Linked DNA regions of Rattus norvegicus: region 2 is linked to region 1. Evidence: chromatin contacts called from public Hi-C data. All regions are on one chromosome and are shown on one strand. Each heading gives the region's core, a stretch centred on a gene start, on an enhancer-like site or on the middle of the called end of the contact. The rest is flanking DNA. Distances are from core to core; before and after follow the strand shown. Region 1 holds the start of Pds5a (PDS5 cohesin associated factor A). Region 2 holds the start of Lias (lipoic acid synthetase).

What was found. Hi-C and Micro-C count contacts between places; a contact is called where the count stands out from the background.
Region 2: a Hi-C map of kidney shows a contact between it and region 1, with 4 times the contacts expected there. The contact joins the promoter of Lias here to the promoter of Pds5a in region 1. A contact is called at or near these places in 7 of 12 Hi-C or Micro-C datasets (the A7r5 cell line, Schwann cells, kidney and 4 more) and 1 of 1 datasets of contacts at active chromatin or transcription factors (oligodendrocytes).

The regions. Positions count from the first base shown.
Region 1 is chr14:42,901,985-42,909,494 of GRCr8, reverse strand. Pds5a (PDS5 cohesin associated factor A) reads right to left here and starts at 3,162. Exons shown (of 32, transcript NM_001083624.1): 1 at 3,022-3,162. The coding sequence starts at 3,156.
Region 2 is chr14:43,242,435-43,249,944 of GRCr8, reverse strand. Lias (lipoic acid synthetase) reads left to right here and starts at 2,522. Exons shown (of 10, transcript NM_001012037.1): 1 at 2,522-2,629; 2 at 3,077-3,246; 3 at 4,690-4,783; 4 at 5,906-5,986. The coding sequence starts at 2,585. The region is part of intron 1 of Rplp2l3 (ribosomal protein lateral stalk subunit P2 like 3); the gene reads left to right. It overlaps Rpl9 (ribosomal protein L9), which reads right to left and starts at 2,355. Exons shown (of 8, transcript NM_001007598.3): 1 at 2,333-2,355; 2 at 1,877-1,923; 3 at 1,674-1,789; 4 at 1,153-1,248; 5 at 246-378. The coding sequence starts at 1,922.

The DNA.
Region 1 (7,510 bases), core at 1,913-4,412:
GGGTCTCACTGTGTACTCTTAGCTGGCCAAGAACACTCTATGTAAACCAGGCTAGCTCAAACTCAGAGATCCTCTTGTCTCTTTTGAAGTGTTGGAATTAAACATGAACACCACCATGTCTGGCTATTTCAATTTTTTACTTTTATTCAGGTTTTTGGAAACAAGATTTTTCTGTGTAGCTTTAGAACTCAGCCAGTGTAGACCCTTAGAGATCCACCTGCCTCTCCCTCTTGAGTGCTGCGAGTAAGGGGAGAACCACTGCCACTTGATTTCAATATTCTTAATTTGAACATTTGATCAAAACTAAATGAGTTTGGTATCACACACCTATAATCCCAGCACCCCCAATCAGGTAGCTGAAGAAAAAGGGCTGTGAGTTCAAGACTGGCCTGAGTTAAACAGTAAGACCCTGTCTCAAAGTTGGGGTAGGTCCCAGCACTCAGAAGGCAGAGGAAGACACTCTGAACTACATAATGGGTTCCAGGACAGCAAGAGCTACAGAGAAGACTCCTCTCCCTCCAAAACAACACCCAAGGTGGGGGATGCACAAGACAAACACACATAGACATGCATGCTAATTTTATTGATCAGCTTTATTTCTTAGTTTGGATTCTTACTCAAAATACACAATATAATCTTGGGAAATATTAATACTCTTTAAGTAGTAAGATACACTTCAGAGAGCTGGAGAAAGAGCTAAGTGACTAGTGTTTGCCTCCTAAGTATGAGGTCCTGAGTTTGAGGTCCTGAGTTTGAGCCCCAATTCCCAGCACTTGTGCTCCATGTGGTGCAGACAACTGCAATCTCAGCAGGAGGGGTCTGGAGGCTCGCCCAACCTAACAGGTGAACTCTAGGCCAACCAGAAACCTTGTCTCAAAGGAAGTGAGGGCAATACCCAAGACTGTCCTCTGCCCTCCAGGAACATACACAAAAGACCTTGTATGAGAATTCTGGAGGTTTGCTTTTTTAAAAAAGCACAGAAATGTTATAAGAATATGTTTTCATTTTAATTCTAGGTGTAAGGATACAGGGCTGCTTCACAGCAGCTGACAAGAGGCATGGTTTTGCTAGCTGCAGATAGTTTCTGTGTCTGTATATGGAATTCTGGGAACTTTTCAGCGGGTATATAAATGCTAGGACCCTGAGAGGAGGAGTCAAGTGGTTGTTGGTCCTTTAGGAAGCTTGGTTGCAGTTTGTTAGTAGCCATGCTCAAAGAAAGAAGAAGACATTAAATTAGATTCAGGGGCCTCTATCTCTCTCTTCCCTCTAGTGATGGGGTAAAACTGGGGGGATAAAGGGTGGGGAAAAAGAACCCACAAAGTAGCAAAGACCAGCTTCAGTGCCTACATACCTACACATAAACATTCATGCACGCACACACACACACACACACACACACACACACACACAAAATAGTCTCACATTTTTTTAAAAAAGGCTTTAGTTGAACCTGGTGGCACATGTCTATATTCCCAACACTTCAAAGTTCTTCAGAGAACAGAGAGAAGTTGAGACCAGCTTTATCTACTGAGCAAGTTTTAGGCCAGACCCTGTCTTGAAAGCAACAGAAAGATTTCTCTGCTTTAGACTGAGGTATAGCTCAGTGATAGAGCACTGCCTGCACGTGTCCCCACCTCCACACCCAGAAAAAGGAATGGAAGGAAAACAGAGAAGATGCCTTTTAATTAAAGAAGCTAGGTCTTTCAAAAGACCAACAAATAGAAACTAAAACACAGAAACACTTTTTTTTTTTTTTTGGTTCTTTTTTTCGGAGCTGGGGACCGAACCCAGGGCCTTGCGCTTCCTAGGTAAGCGCTCTACCACTGAGCTAAATCCCCAGCCCCACAGAAACACTTTAAACACATAATATTTACTAGGTACTATGCTCAATTCTAAGATCAGGCCCTAAAAATACATTTTACAAAGTTGCATAAGGCAGAAACACTGTCAACAATGTTTCCTGCCTAGCCTTCCACCACATTTGACTTTAACTTTGAAGTGTGCCTTTTAGCATAATGGTTCTCAACCTTCCTAAGGTTGCCTCATGTTGTGGTGACCTCTAACAAAATAATTCCATTGCTACTTCATAACTATAATTTTGCTACTGTTATGAATCATACAGGATATCAGACAGTTAACCTGTGGGAAAGGGGTCCTGACCCACAGGTTGAGAACCACTGTTGTTAGCAGGGCATGGTTACAGCTCTAGTGTTTTGGAAGTGGAGGCAGGAAGACTGTTAAGTTCAAGAATAGCTAGGTTACATGTCCTCTTTCAAACAAGTCACCTGAGCCATTCTTTGTCTCCCCACTGCCAATGCCCTACTTCCAATAGTTTAAGATCTTTCACAGACTACTGATAGCTCCTTACAGGGCTCTGCCTCATCGTCTCCCTACTCCACCCAAGCCAACTGTGACAACCAAAATGACTGTTAAGATTGCCGACAATAAACAAACAAACAAACCTCACAGAATATCAACAATCCAGTCCTCAACTTTCTTGGGTTCTAAAATAAAATCACCATTTCTCTTTAAGCTCAAATTCTGAAAAATCTGTACATTGTATGAAGTTTAGCCCATGTATAGTTAGGCTTCCAGACATTAGGAAATCATGAGAATCTAAGGGAGAAAAAATATGGCTGCTTGTGCTCAAATCAGTCTTTTTTGGAGCCGATGAAAATAGGAACTTTCGTGGGTAAATCACTACACCTAAGGGTATGAGTTGCTTAAACAATATTCATTAAAGAAAAAATAACCAAAGGGAAGCAACTAAACCATGTGTTCTTATGCGCAATAAACAGAACAGAAAAATGATCACACTCTTTAAATTTCCCATGCTACTATGTCTTTTCAGAACTTATCCAAAGATATCGCCAAGTTTGAACAATACTTTTCCGGGACGGTGAAGATATCTTTAAAAACTTAGTACTAAAAACTCCAAAGGCCAGGTTGAGTAGTCAAATGAAACCACATGAGTCACAAAAGCCATCCAGAGCACAGAAGAATATCGACCCAGACCCTTACCTTCAAACGTTTGATCATTTCGTCGGTGGTGATCTTGTCCGTGATCTCTTTTACTCCCGGAGGGTAAGCGATCTTCCCGTCCGCACTCACGACGCCACAGAGGGCCGTGGCAGGCTTCGGCTGCGTGAAGTCCATCCTGGGGGATAACTTTTCTTTCACAGTCCTCTACCGGCCTCTATCGGTCAGAAAATCAAAGTTCAGCGGGAAAGGGGCGACTTTGTAACCTCTTTTTCATTTCAAAAATCTCTAATCTGGAAAGGGCCCTTTCTTCCCCCCGAGGCCAGGGACCCCGTCACTCGCTCCTTCCCAGGGTTCGGACCCCGCAGGCGTCCGCCACCCCCACCCGCGCCAGCCCGGGTGCCACGGGGTTCTCGGCTGCAGCAACCCCGGCCGCGAGAGGCGCCGAGCAGCTCCCGGAGTTTCCTAGCCCTCTTTTCACAATGAAATGTACCCCCGAGCACCTAGGTCGGAAGTTTGGTGGCCTCCGGGGGTCAGCTCGGACCCAACGGCCCCAGCTCGGCTCAGGAGAAGCGGCCCGGTCCCCGCCTGGCCGGTCACCTCCGGGAAAGGAGACTCGAGGCCTAGAGGGTTCAGCTTAGGCCGCAAAACTAGGTACCCAAGAGGACCCACGCGCGGCGTCGGCGCCCAGGAGCAGAACGCCGTGGCCGTGCCCAGCCCTGGGCCCCCGGCGTCCCCGCCGCGCGGCCGTCCCTCTCCGGCCAGCCGGCCACCCCCGCCAGCCGCCCGCGGCCCGAGCCCCGAGCCAGGAAGCGGAGGACCCGGCTCCGCACTTCACATTTTGTTCCGTAACTTCAGCAACCGAGCCCGGCGGCGTCTCAAGCCTCTCGGTCGCCCGGCGCTACTCTGCACCGCCGAGGCCTGAGCCACGGCTCCGGGCAACCCCGCCGGGCCTCAGCGCGCGCCCTCCCCTGCGGTCTCCCCTTCCGTCCCTCCCTCGCCGCCGCCGAGGGCGCGAGCCCGGCCGCCGCTTTACCTCCTCCTCATGCGGACGGACGGTGCAGCGAGCGCCGGGCCTCTGTCAGGTGGTTGCGCCGCCGCCGCCGCCCCTCGTCGGGCTGCACACAAAGCGGCTCCGTGGGTCCCGCCGCCGCCGCCGCCGCCGCCCGCCCGCCCCGGAGCGGCGCTGGGGCTGGCGGTGCCGAGGAGCAGCCGCCGCGGGGGGAGACGCGGGCCGAGCGTGCGCCGGCCGGGGCGACACTGCCGCTCTCCGTCGGGCTGAGGAAGCGCAGCCTCGGCCGCGGCTCCTCCGAGAGCCCGCGCGCGGGTGCACGCCCGCGCGTCCCCCGCGCCCGCCCGCACCTCGCGCCCACCCGCACCAGACGCCCTCTCGCCGCGGCGCGCTCCCGGCTGCCCGTGCCCCGCGGAGCCGGAGCGTCGCGCACACCCAGAGCCCGTCACGCGAGCGGCGCGAGAGCCCGCGAGAGCACCGCGCACCTCGCTCCCGCCCCTTCTTCCGCCGGCCGAGCTCCCGCCTCCCTCGAACCCGACGCGGCCGCGCGCCTGGTGGACAGCGCCGCCATCCGTTTGGCGCCAAGACCTGCCCGCGCGGGCGCCTCCGGGAGGCCGGCAGCCGAGCGGGCGCGCGGAGGAGGAGCCCTGTGGCGGGAAGCGGACCCCGGAGGCGCCGGCTTGTGATGCTCCTGTTCCCCGCCGAGTCCGGGACTCTTGAAGGCTTGTCTGGTGGGGACGTGACCGGACTGGTTGAGAAATGGTTAATACCTCGGAGAAACTGCTGGTTTCCCCTGCAAACAGCTCTAGAAGCCGAGGCAAAGTTTTACAACTCGGCAGAACGTGGGCTGCTCATTCTCTTGTGTTCTGAGAGTCGCCCGAGGTCGCTGCCGACGACCTTAGACTCCTACCATTAAGATTTTCAAAGCTGCAAAATAGGAAGTTGGCATTCGCTCTCAAGCTATGGTTCCTGAGTTTCTGGCCTTCCATTTGGCTACGGGCTGAAAACACAGATCAGGGTTCCTGATGGTGAAACCCAGAAAAAAGAAAGAGAAAGGGTGTTTTTACAGATTTGCAAATTACCTATGTGAATCTGAGACCTCGTGTTTTTTTTTTCCCCTTAAGTAGTGAATACACCAAAGCTTTACTTTTTCTTTCCTCGAAAAGAAAGGATTGCCAGGGAAAACTCAGTGCAGCGGTTTAAGGTAAATATTAAACGAATGAACCTGAACAATACACTAATAACTTGAGGAAACGACTTTAAAAACAATAAGCAGGGGGGCTGGGGATTTAGCTCAGTGGTAGAGCGCTTACCTAGGAAGCGCAAGGCCCTGGGTTCGGTCCCCAGCTCCGAAAAAAAGAACAAAAAAAAAAAAAAAAAAAGAATTAGCTACGTTGTTTAAAAAAAAAAACAAAAAACAATAAGCAGTATGGGGTTGTGACTCTGAGCTGAAGGCTCCCTGGTCAATTGAACTAGCTCCAGGACAGCAGAGAGCCAGGGCAACAAAGAAACCCTGTCTCAAAAACAATTAAAAATAAGTAAATAAAAATAAGCTGGACAGTTAGGGTTCACGCCTTTCAATGGGAGGCAGAGGCAGGCAAATCTTTGAGTTCGCGGATAGCCTGGTCTACAGAGGAAGCTCCAGGATGGCCAGAGAAACCCTGTCTCAACAAAACAAAAAGAAGAAGCTGTGCGATTGTTGAGTTTATGCATTGTTCTTTAAAATACTCTCCTTTGAACTGGCCTAGGGTTGCAGCTATTCAAGAGATTTAGGCAAGGAGATTTTTTTGAGCCTAAGATTTCTAGCCCAAGGGGCTGGAGAGATAGCTCAATGGTTAAGAGCATCAACTGCTCTTCCAGAGGTCCTGAGTTCAAATTCCAGCAACCACATAGTGGCTCACAACCATTTGTAATGAGATCTGATATCTTCTGGTGTGTCTAAAGACAGCAACAGTGTACTCATATACATAAAATAAATAAATCTTAAAAAAAAAAAAAAAAAGCACTGACTGCAGAGGTCCTGAGTTCAATTCCCAGCAACCACATGGTGGCTCACAACCATCTGTAATGGGATCCTATGCCCTGTTCTGAAGACAGCTACAGTGAACTCCCATACATAAAATAAATAAATAAACTTTAAAGAAAAAGAGAGAGAATGATTTCTAGACCAGCTAGTAATATGTAGCAGGGAGGAAGAGACAGTCTCCTCTGATATGCCAGGGGTCCAGTACTTGGGAAGCCTTAGGTTTGGAAGACCTAAGGAATAAAAACATGAGGGGGGAAAATGTACTGTTTTTTGAGGCAGGGTCCTACTATATCCTGAGACCAGCCTGGAACTTACTATATAGCCCAGGCTGGCTCCTCACTCTTCCTGTCTCCACCTCTGGAGTATGGGATTGCAGATAGGCACCCTTATATACCATTATGCCCAGCAACTATCAATTATTGAAAGGTATTCTTGTGTATAGGAAGGTAAAAATATAAGTATACAATGTATTACTTTGTTATTATTATTTGTCTAAGTCACTGTTTTACTGTTGTGGAGAGAAATCACCAAGGCAATTTTTTTTTAAGATTTATTTATTATATGTAAGTACACTGTAGCTGTCTTCAGACACACCAGAAGAGGGTATCAGGTTCTATTACAGATGGTTGTGAGCCACCATGTGGTTGCTTGGAATTGAACTCAGGACCTCTAGAAGAGTACCCGGTGCTCTTAACCACTGAGCTATCTCTCCAGTCCTCCACCAAGTCAATTCTTATAAAAGAAAACATTTAATTAGGGCCTTGCTTTCAGTTTGAGAGGCTTAGTCCATTTTCATATCTGAAAGCATGGAGGGAAGCAGAAGACAGACACTGGGCCTAGTGTGGACTTTGGAAACCTTAAAAGTCACCCCCAGAGATGCACTTCCTCTAACAAGGCTAAGCCTAATCCTTTCAGATAGTGCCATTCCCCTGTGACTAAGCATAAACACATAAACCTATAGCGACCATTCTTACGCAAACCTCCTATTACCGTATAATTTTGTAAGCTTCCAAAGGAGAGTAAACCCTGAGATTTGTAACACAATTGGAGCAGATTGCAACACTCTTTAGAGTCTGTAGCCCAAGCCAGCTTTTTATTTATTTCTATATTAAAAGGAAAGTTTATTGGGTTACTTATAAGAATCTGAGTAAGGGACTCTCTATAGGAACAAAAGGTCCCAGAAGGACTGACTGACCAATAGCAACTGACAATAGAAAGTTTTGCTTTCACATTATTCAATATAGTGGCCACTAGCCATGATCCTACAGAAATAATGACTTTTAATTTAATTGAAAAAAAAAAGTTTAAGGGATGGGATCTCACTATGTTACCGAAATATGTCCTGGAGTTCTAGGCTCAAATAAATCCCTCTCGTCTCCGCCTCTTTAGCAGCCTGAACTACAAAATGCTTTACTGATTATTTTAAAATATCTGTAGTAGGGGTTGGGGATTTAGCTCAGTGGTAGAGCGCTTGCCTAGCAAGCGCAAGGCCC
Region 2 (7,510 bases), core at 1,273-3,772, 340 kb before region 1:
TAAGATTCAGAATTGGACTTCTGAACACACTGTTATCACAGATGACAAATGTGACTCCCAGACCCCACAAAAACTGCTGGATCTTACAACTATTTCAACATACTCCCTCTTCAGGAAAAGTTCAAGTGATCAGAACTATGAAGTGCTGAAATACCTTCACCACATCAAACACAACCATTCTATCCAAGACCCAAGGACAACGAACTGTAATAACTTCCCCGTCATCTCCGAAGGTGCACACATACCTGTCCTCATCCGAACCCTCCGGATGTATTTTTCACCCAAGAAATTTCGGATTTCAACCAGAGACCCATTCTCCTGAATAACGACGTTGATAGGGAAGTGAGCATACACAGACCTCATCTTGTAACGGAAGCCCTGGATCAAATAAGCAAGCTGTGAGCAATCTTGAACAAACTCAGTTTTCAGTTCAGGCTGGCCTAGATTCTGAAATTCCTCTTCAGCTTATTAAAGCTCCTGGGGGAAGCTTTGCTTTACCGTCTCCTCAAGAGCACAAAGGGTTTGGGGATTTAGCTCAGTGGTAGAGCGCTTGCCTAGGAAGCGCAAGGCCCTGGGTTCGGTCCCCAGCTCCGAAAAAAAAAAGAACCAAAAAAAAAAAAAAAAAAAAAAAAAAAGAGCACAAGAGCCTCACTTTTGGCATTAGGATATGGTGGAGTTACCATAGACACTACCAGATAATAAAGGACTTCAGACTATTAGGCTAAATAAAAGTCCAAGTTCTTCACGGGAACAGGGAGCAACAGGGAAGCATGATCAATCAGGCACACAAGAGACTTAAAAAACAAGGTGTATTTATGAAACAAACCTCTGCAGCACTAACTGTATTTTGGGAGAAAAGATTTGGAACAGTGACTTCAGATATGCACAAGTCAGACCTTTTCTATCCATTAGTCCCACACACCAACCAGTAATTCTTATCTCCACTATAACATACCTACCAAAAAAACCCTGAAACTGAAGTGTAGGAGCCTGCCCAGCAAATTCTTAGGTTTGATCTGTGGTACACCCCACTCTCCAAAACCTGGGTGTAGTTCGTAAGAGTGTATCCTGCCCCTACACATTTATATTCACAAAACACATCCAAGAAACCTCTTCCAAAGGGTTAAAAAGCATTGTGGGGGGCCGGCTTACCAGTGTCACACCCTTGATCATGTTCTGAACATGACTGCAGATGGTTCTGACAGTGGCCAGTTCCTTCCTGTTACCCCACCACTTGTCAACACGGAGCTGTAACAGAACAAAACTTTAGAATTAAAACAGCATTTCTACCTGGTGCATACAAGAGCATTCAAAAGACACAAATGCACTGTATGTCACAGTGTCACTTGCTCAGGACACAAGAGGGACGGTATACCTCACCCCTAAACCCTGAGAACACAACCAAGTTCACTCAGAGAAGAACTGAGTCTGAAAAGCCACTCAGCCACATGTGGGGAACATCTGTTACCCGGCTTCCCAGCATTGGATTTGACTTTATAATTTCACTGAAGCTAAATCCTAATTTCAAGCACCCAATCGGTATTGTTCAAAGTCACCCCTCTGCCTCCCCCCAGTGCTGGGATTAAAGATGTGTGCCACCTCGCCCGGCCAAAGGCACCAAGCCTCATGCTGTTACAAACACCTGAAGTATCAGAAGATACTGAAGTTCTTACCCTTTTCTTTTTCTTTCCAAGAAGACTCAGCTCTACATTGATGTGATTGAAGTCCCTCCTCAGAGTTCCTCTGGGGCCCTTCACAATGACTGTGCGCCCCTTCAGAGTGATGTCGACTAGAAGAGAAGATGAACTCGTGAGACCCCAGGCAAGGGACTAGAGCATGCAAGAAATATGTCAGAGCAAAGCGTGAAGCCACCTACCATTTTCTGGAATGTCGACAGTCTGATTGCTGAGAATGGTCTTCATTCTGAAACACAAACACCCGGGTAAGAAGGCTGGAGCAGGGAACGTTCTACACCAGACACCGAGCACAGTTCCGCTCCAAACGGAAATCGCCAGCTAGGAAGACAAGCAAGCCGGCAAGACACGAGTGGGTCCGTGACAAGGAGTGGCCTGGGGGTGCATGGGTCGGGAATGAGCGGGCACCAGAGAAGTGTTAGGAAGTCCGGGACGGCGAGCCATGGCGGAATGGCTGCGGCCGGGGTGGGACTGAAAGCCCGAACGCAACTTCTAGCTCGCGCCACCAAATCCAAAGGGCGTATGTCGTGCAGGGGGACAGTCGGGACAAAGATTCGGGGCATCGGGTCCATGCCGCTGGGGTCCCCAAGAGAGGATGGGTTTAGATTCCAAAGGAACGCAGGCCCTAACCTCCTCACCTCGCAGTAGATGGGGCAAAGAGAGAACGTCCTTCGTCATCACGTTCTTGTAATCCGTCAGGGCGCTGGCGTGTTGCGTCACGACCGAGCGACGGTTTAAGGCAAAACTACTCGATCACCGAGCTAGTCGAGTCGCGCAGGTTCGACGATCGCGTATTGCGTCATAAGTAAAGCGACGGACTTTGAGACCCGTCCTGTTCCGGGGGTGCTGGTTCCTCGGTCCCTTGACCCTCCTAAGATCTAAAAGAGGGGATGGCTTTACGCTGCTGGGATGCAGCTCGCAGCCTGGGGTCCCGGGTGAGCGACAGGAACGCCATTGCTTATCTCAAGTTCAAAACCAGGGAAATCGTTCCAGATATCTTTTTTAAAGCCGTGGCATATCTTAAGTATTGCAAACTTGTTAACATATTTTTAATACCCGTCTTAGGAATAGAAGACATGAAGATGTGGCATGTTAAGCCACTTCCTAAGGTTTTCTGATCTATATTTAGCAGTTATATTTGATCTGATCCCTACTTTTTCCCATTCGTCAGGGCTGAGTGTCCATCAGGGTCCCTGTAACCTAGGCTGGCTTGAAACTAAATTCTTAGATCAATTCTTAGAGTCCTCCTCACTCTGCCTCCTCTGAGTGCTAGATTACATGTTTGTGGCTTGCGGTTCTTCCACCCTGAGCCTTTTTCAGATTCTGATGAGTAGTTAAATCGTTTTACATAATTTCTGAATCAGTTCTTTGGCTTTCTGTAGATATTTGGAAGATATGCGTGCTCGGTTAGAGCATTAAGTTCTTTGCCAGATGAGAAAAAGAAATTTTTGCATAATGGGCCAGACCTTCAAGATTTTGTATCTGGTGATCTTGCAGACAAGAGTACCTGGGATGATTATAAAGGAAACTTAAAGCGCCAGAAAGGAGAAAGGTAATTGAATATGAGAGACCATTTTGATTTTGTGCACTGTTTTTAATCAAGCTTTGAATAGATTTTTCTGCACCCTTTGACCATTTTTCTTTGTCCTTCATAAAATGACCTGACCATTTTATACTGCCATATCCCATTTTATATCTAGCGTCTACTTGAGAAAGTATAGGTTTTCCTCTTGATAAACCTATTTATTTACCTTATTTATTTATTTGGGTTTTTGGAGATAGTTTCTCCATGAAACCCTAACCCAGGCTGGCCTCAAAACTGAGATCTACCTGCCTGAGATCCCAGGCGCTGGGATTAAAAGTGTATACCTCCACCCCCAGCTCTAATGTTCCTTTCCTGAGAAAGTTTACATATAGCCTATGGTTATTTAGTTGGTTTGGTTTTTGTTTGTTTGTTTGTTTTTGATGATGTACAGTTGCCTGCATACAGAAGGCTTTGGATGCCAGATTCATAACACACAATAAGCAAATAGTAACAGAAGCGTGGTGGGGATTTGGTGTACAGTGTTGTTTTCAAAAATACTTATCCAGGGGCTGGGGATTTAGCTCAGTGGTAGAGCGCTTACCTAGGAAGCGCAAGGCCCTGGGTTCGGTCCCCAGCTCCGGGGGGGGGGGGGGGAAGCTAAAAATACTTATCCAGGGGGCTGGAGAGATGGCTCAGTGGTTAAGAACATTGACTGCTCTTCCATAGGTCCCGAGTTCAATTCCCAGCAACCACATGGTGGCTCACAACCATTTGTAATGGGATCTGATGCCCTCTTCTGGTGTGTCTGAAGATAGATACAGTGTACTCATATATAAATAAAATGAATAAATAAAAAAATACTTCTCAAACAGCTTCTAGATCAGGGAAAACTAGGGATATAGCTTCCATTCCAAAGGTTAGACCTGTCTTTTTTGTTGGTTTTTTTCATTTCATGGCTTAAGTCAGAGTTTATATAGTCTGGGCTAGCCTTGAAATTACTATGTAGTTAGATTTGACCTTGAACTCCTGATTCTCCTACCTATTTGGATTAAATTGTAGCAACACAGATGTGAACCACTGAAATTAGCAAATTGTCTCCCTTATTAATGACTAGAGCCTAGAATGCAGGATAGATAGTGTGCACTTGGGTTCTTTCCTTATTCTGAGTTACTGTAGTAATTTGTAGTATTCACAGGGAAGAATATGCTAAAAGGCATATCCTTCCTTTAATTAGAACAGTATAGCAATGTACGTTTGAAGGTAGCTATAAGCATTGCACCCACTTCGACTCCATTATCAGTGTTTTCTAAAGCAGCTTAAACAGACCGAAATTTGAGTCTTTGTTCTTATTACTATAAAGGAAATGAGTTAGTTCAGAAATATGGAAAAGGCTATCCTGGGAATCTGCTAGAGCAAAGGTACATGCTTTCCACAGGTTGGTAATGGACCGTTCTCTCTGGCTTTCCCTAGGTTAAGACTACCTCCGTGGTTAAAGACAAAGATACCCATGGGTAAAAATTACAATAAGCTGAAAAATACGTTGCGGAATTTAAATCTCCACACAGTAAGAGTGTATTTCCTCTTTGTCTCACCCAGCATCTGTACTGTTTCCCCATATTTGTAAAGGGTTTTTTTTTTTTTGAGGGTTTTTTGTTTTGTTTTGTTTTGGGTTTTTTTTTTGTTTTTTTTGTTTGTTTTTGTTTTTGTTTTTTGAGATACAGTCTCATTAGGTGGCATAGGCTGGTCTGGAACTCACTGTATAGGCCTGTTTGTTCACAAACTTGTGATTCTCCTGCCTTACCTTCCCGGGTACTCAGATTATAAAATGGGTGGTGCCAGATGAGATGAGAAAGAATTGATTGATGAGTGTATAAAAGCAGCAAAGAGAGCAGATAAAGATGAAAAGTGAAGTGTTCTCAACAGTAATTAAAAGGTACATAGACGATTAGGGTGGGAGTGCATCCCAGTGTCGTCTCGTGTGTAAAAGCCAAGTCTAATTTTCCTACAAGACAAAAAAAGGTGATTAATTTCTTCTGAACTCTGTGGGAAGCATAGGCAGTCGTTTAGATAATCTGACTGTGGGCTGCAGAGATGGCTCAGTGGTTAAGAGCACTGACTGTTCTTCCAGAGAGCCTAGGTTTGATTCCTAGCACCCACATGGCAGCTCATAACCATCTCTAGTTATGGTATGAAATCAACTCTAGTTTCAGGGGATCTAACACTCACTCTCTTCTGGACTGTTTTGACGCAAGGCATGCATGTGGATCACAGGCATACATGCAGGCAAAAAAATCTATACATACAAAATTATAATAAAAATAATTTTTGTTTTTCCTTTTTTTTTTTTTTTCTCTTTTCTTTTTTTTCGGAGCTGGGGACCAAACCCAGGGCCTTGCGCTTGTTAGGCAAGCGCTCTACCACTGAGCTAAATCCCCAATCCCCTTTTTTGGTTTTTTGAGACAGTGTTTCTGTGCATAGCCCTGGTTGTCCTGGAGCTCACTACGTAGACCAGGCTGGCCTTCATATCCTCCTGCTGCTGCCTCCCAAGTGCTGGCACTAAAGGCATGCACCATCACCACCCAGCTACTAAAATAATCTCAAAAAAAAAGGACCACTAAAGAACCTAATACTCCATTGTTGGTAGGTCGGTCCTTTCAATCTGATGCATCGTTTCCCTTTTTCACAGGTATGTGAGGAAGCCCGATGTCCAAACATCGGAGAGTGTTGGGGAGGTGGGGAATATGCCACCGCCACAGCCACGATCATGGTAAGGCAACCTGGCCTCTACAGCTTAGTTCAGGATGGTATGGAGATGTCTAAACCCTCAGCCTAAAAACGTGAACTGTGAATGCCCAGTGAGACTCTTAGCACATATGAGTTTATGAAAATCACAGAGAGACCCTGATGATCTTGTCACATATGTGACTTCACCCTCTCTGAATTAATCTGTTATTGGATCTTCCATGTATCTGATATGGAACTCTTTGGTGCCTTAGGGTATGTGTTTGCATTAATGTTTGGAAATATTTTTCATAATTATATGTCTTGTGTATCTATCTGTGTGTCATCTACTTACCAAGCAGTACTTCCAGTGGAACCCCACTCAGATGTGCCTTCATCTTTCTCCTGAATAGCCAGATGGCTCAATGGGTAAAGTCACGTACCGTGAAGCCTGGTAACCTGAGTTCAACCCACAGGACCCACCAGTGGAAGGAGGAAACCGACTCTCACATGCTATTCTCTCATGTCCTAGTGTTCTCACACGTGTGCATACCCATACCCACAAAATAAATAAAATGCCACTTAAAAAAAGAATATATTTTTAGCTGGGCAGTGGTGGTGCACATCTTTAATCCCAGCACTCAGGAGGTAGAGGCAGGTGGATTTCTTGAGCTTGAGGCTAGCCTGGTCTACAGAGTGAGTTACAGGATACTCAGGGCTACACAGAGAAACCCTGTCTCAAAAACTTTTTTCCAAGTCATTTCTTGTTGATTATTGAGTTGTAAGGAATCTTTGCAAACTATGAGGTTGTAAAGAAAAGCAATACAACAGACCTGGTACCTCTGGTTAGACTTTATTTCTAGTTTGTTTGTTTGTTTGTTTGTTTGAGACAGGGTTTCTTTACATAGCCCTGGATGACCTGGAACTCACTCTGTAGACCAGGCTGGCCTCAAACTCACAAGAGATTTGCCTATCTCTGCCTCGCAAGTGAGCACCATCACCCATCTTAATTATTCTTAATTTTGTGCCTATGTATGTGAGCAAGGTGCATGTAGAGGGCATAGCCACTTGTTTACTCCATGTGGGTGCTGGGAACTGAACTTGGGTCTTCTGAAAGAACAGTCCTCTTAAACACTAAGCCATCTCTTATTTAAATTCTGGTTGCACTGTGGAACCCAGGCTGACCCTGAACTCATGATCTTGTCTCAACTTCTCTGGTGCTAGGATTGCAGGTTGGCTTTAGGCTGACATTCTGTTGTTGTTGTTGTTGTTGATGACGGCGACGACGACTACGACAATGGTTGCATACATGTGGAGATGTGTATGGAAGTCAAAGGACTGTTGTTGTAAAAATATAAAAATAAAAAAGTATTGTTGGTCTTTTACCCCGCTAGGCCCACGCCGCGGTGCCCCAGATATCTGCTAGATATCTTAGCGGAAACACATCCCAGCTGCATACTTTCCTACACTCAAACCCTCAATAAAAGATTAAACATACAAAGCCCAGTACCATCCATCCCTTGAGAACATTAATAACAATCTGTAAATACGCAGAGCAGAATCTTTTTTT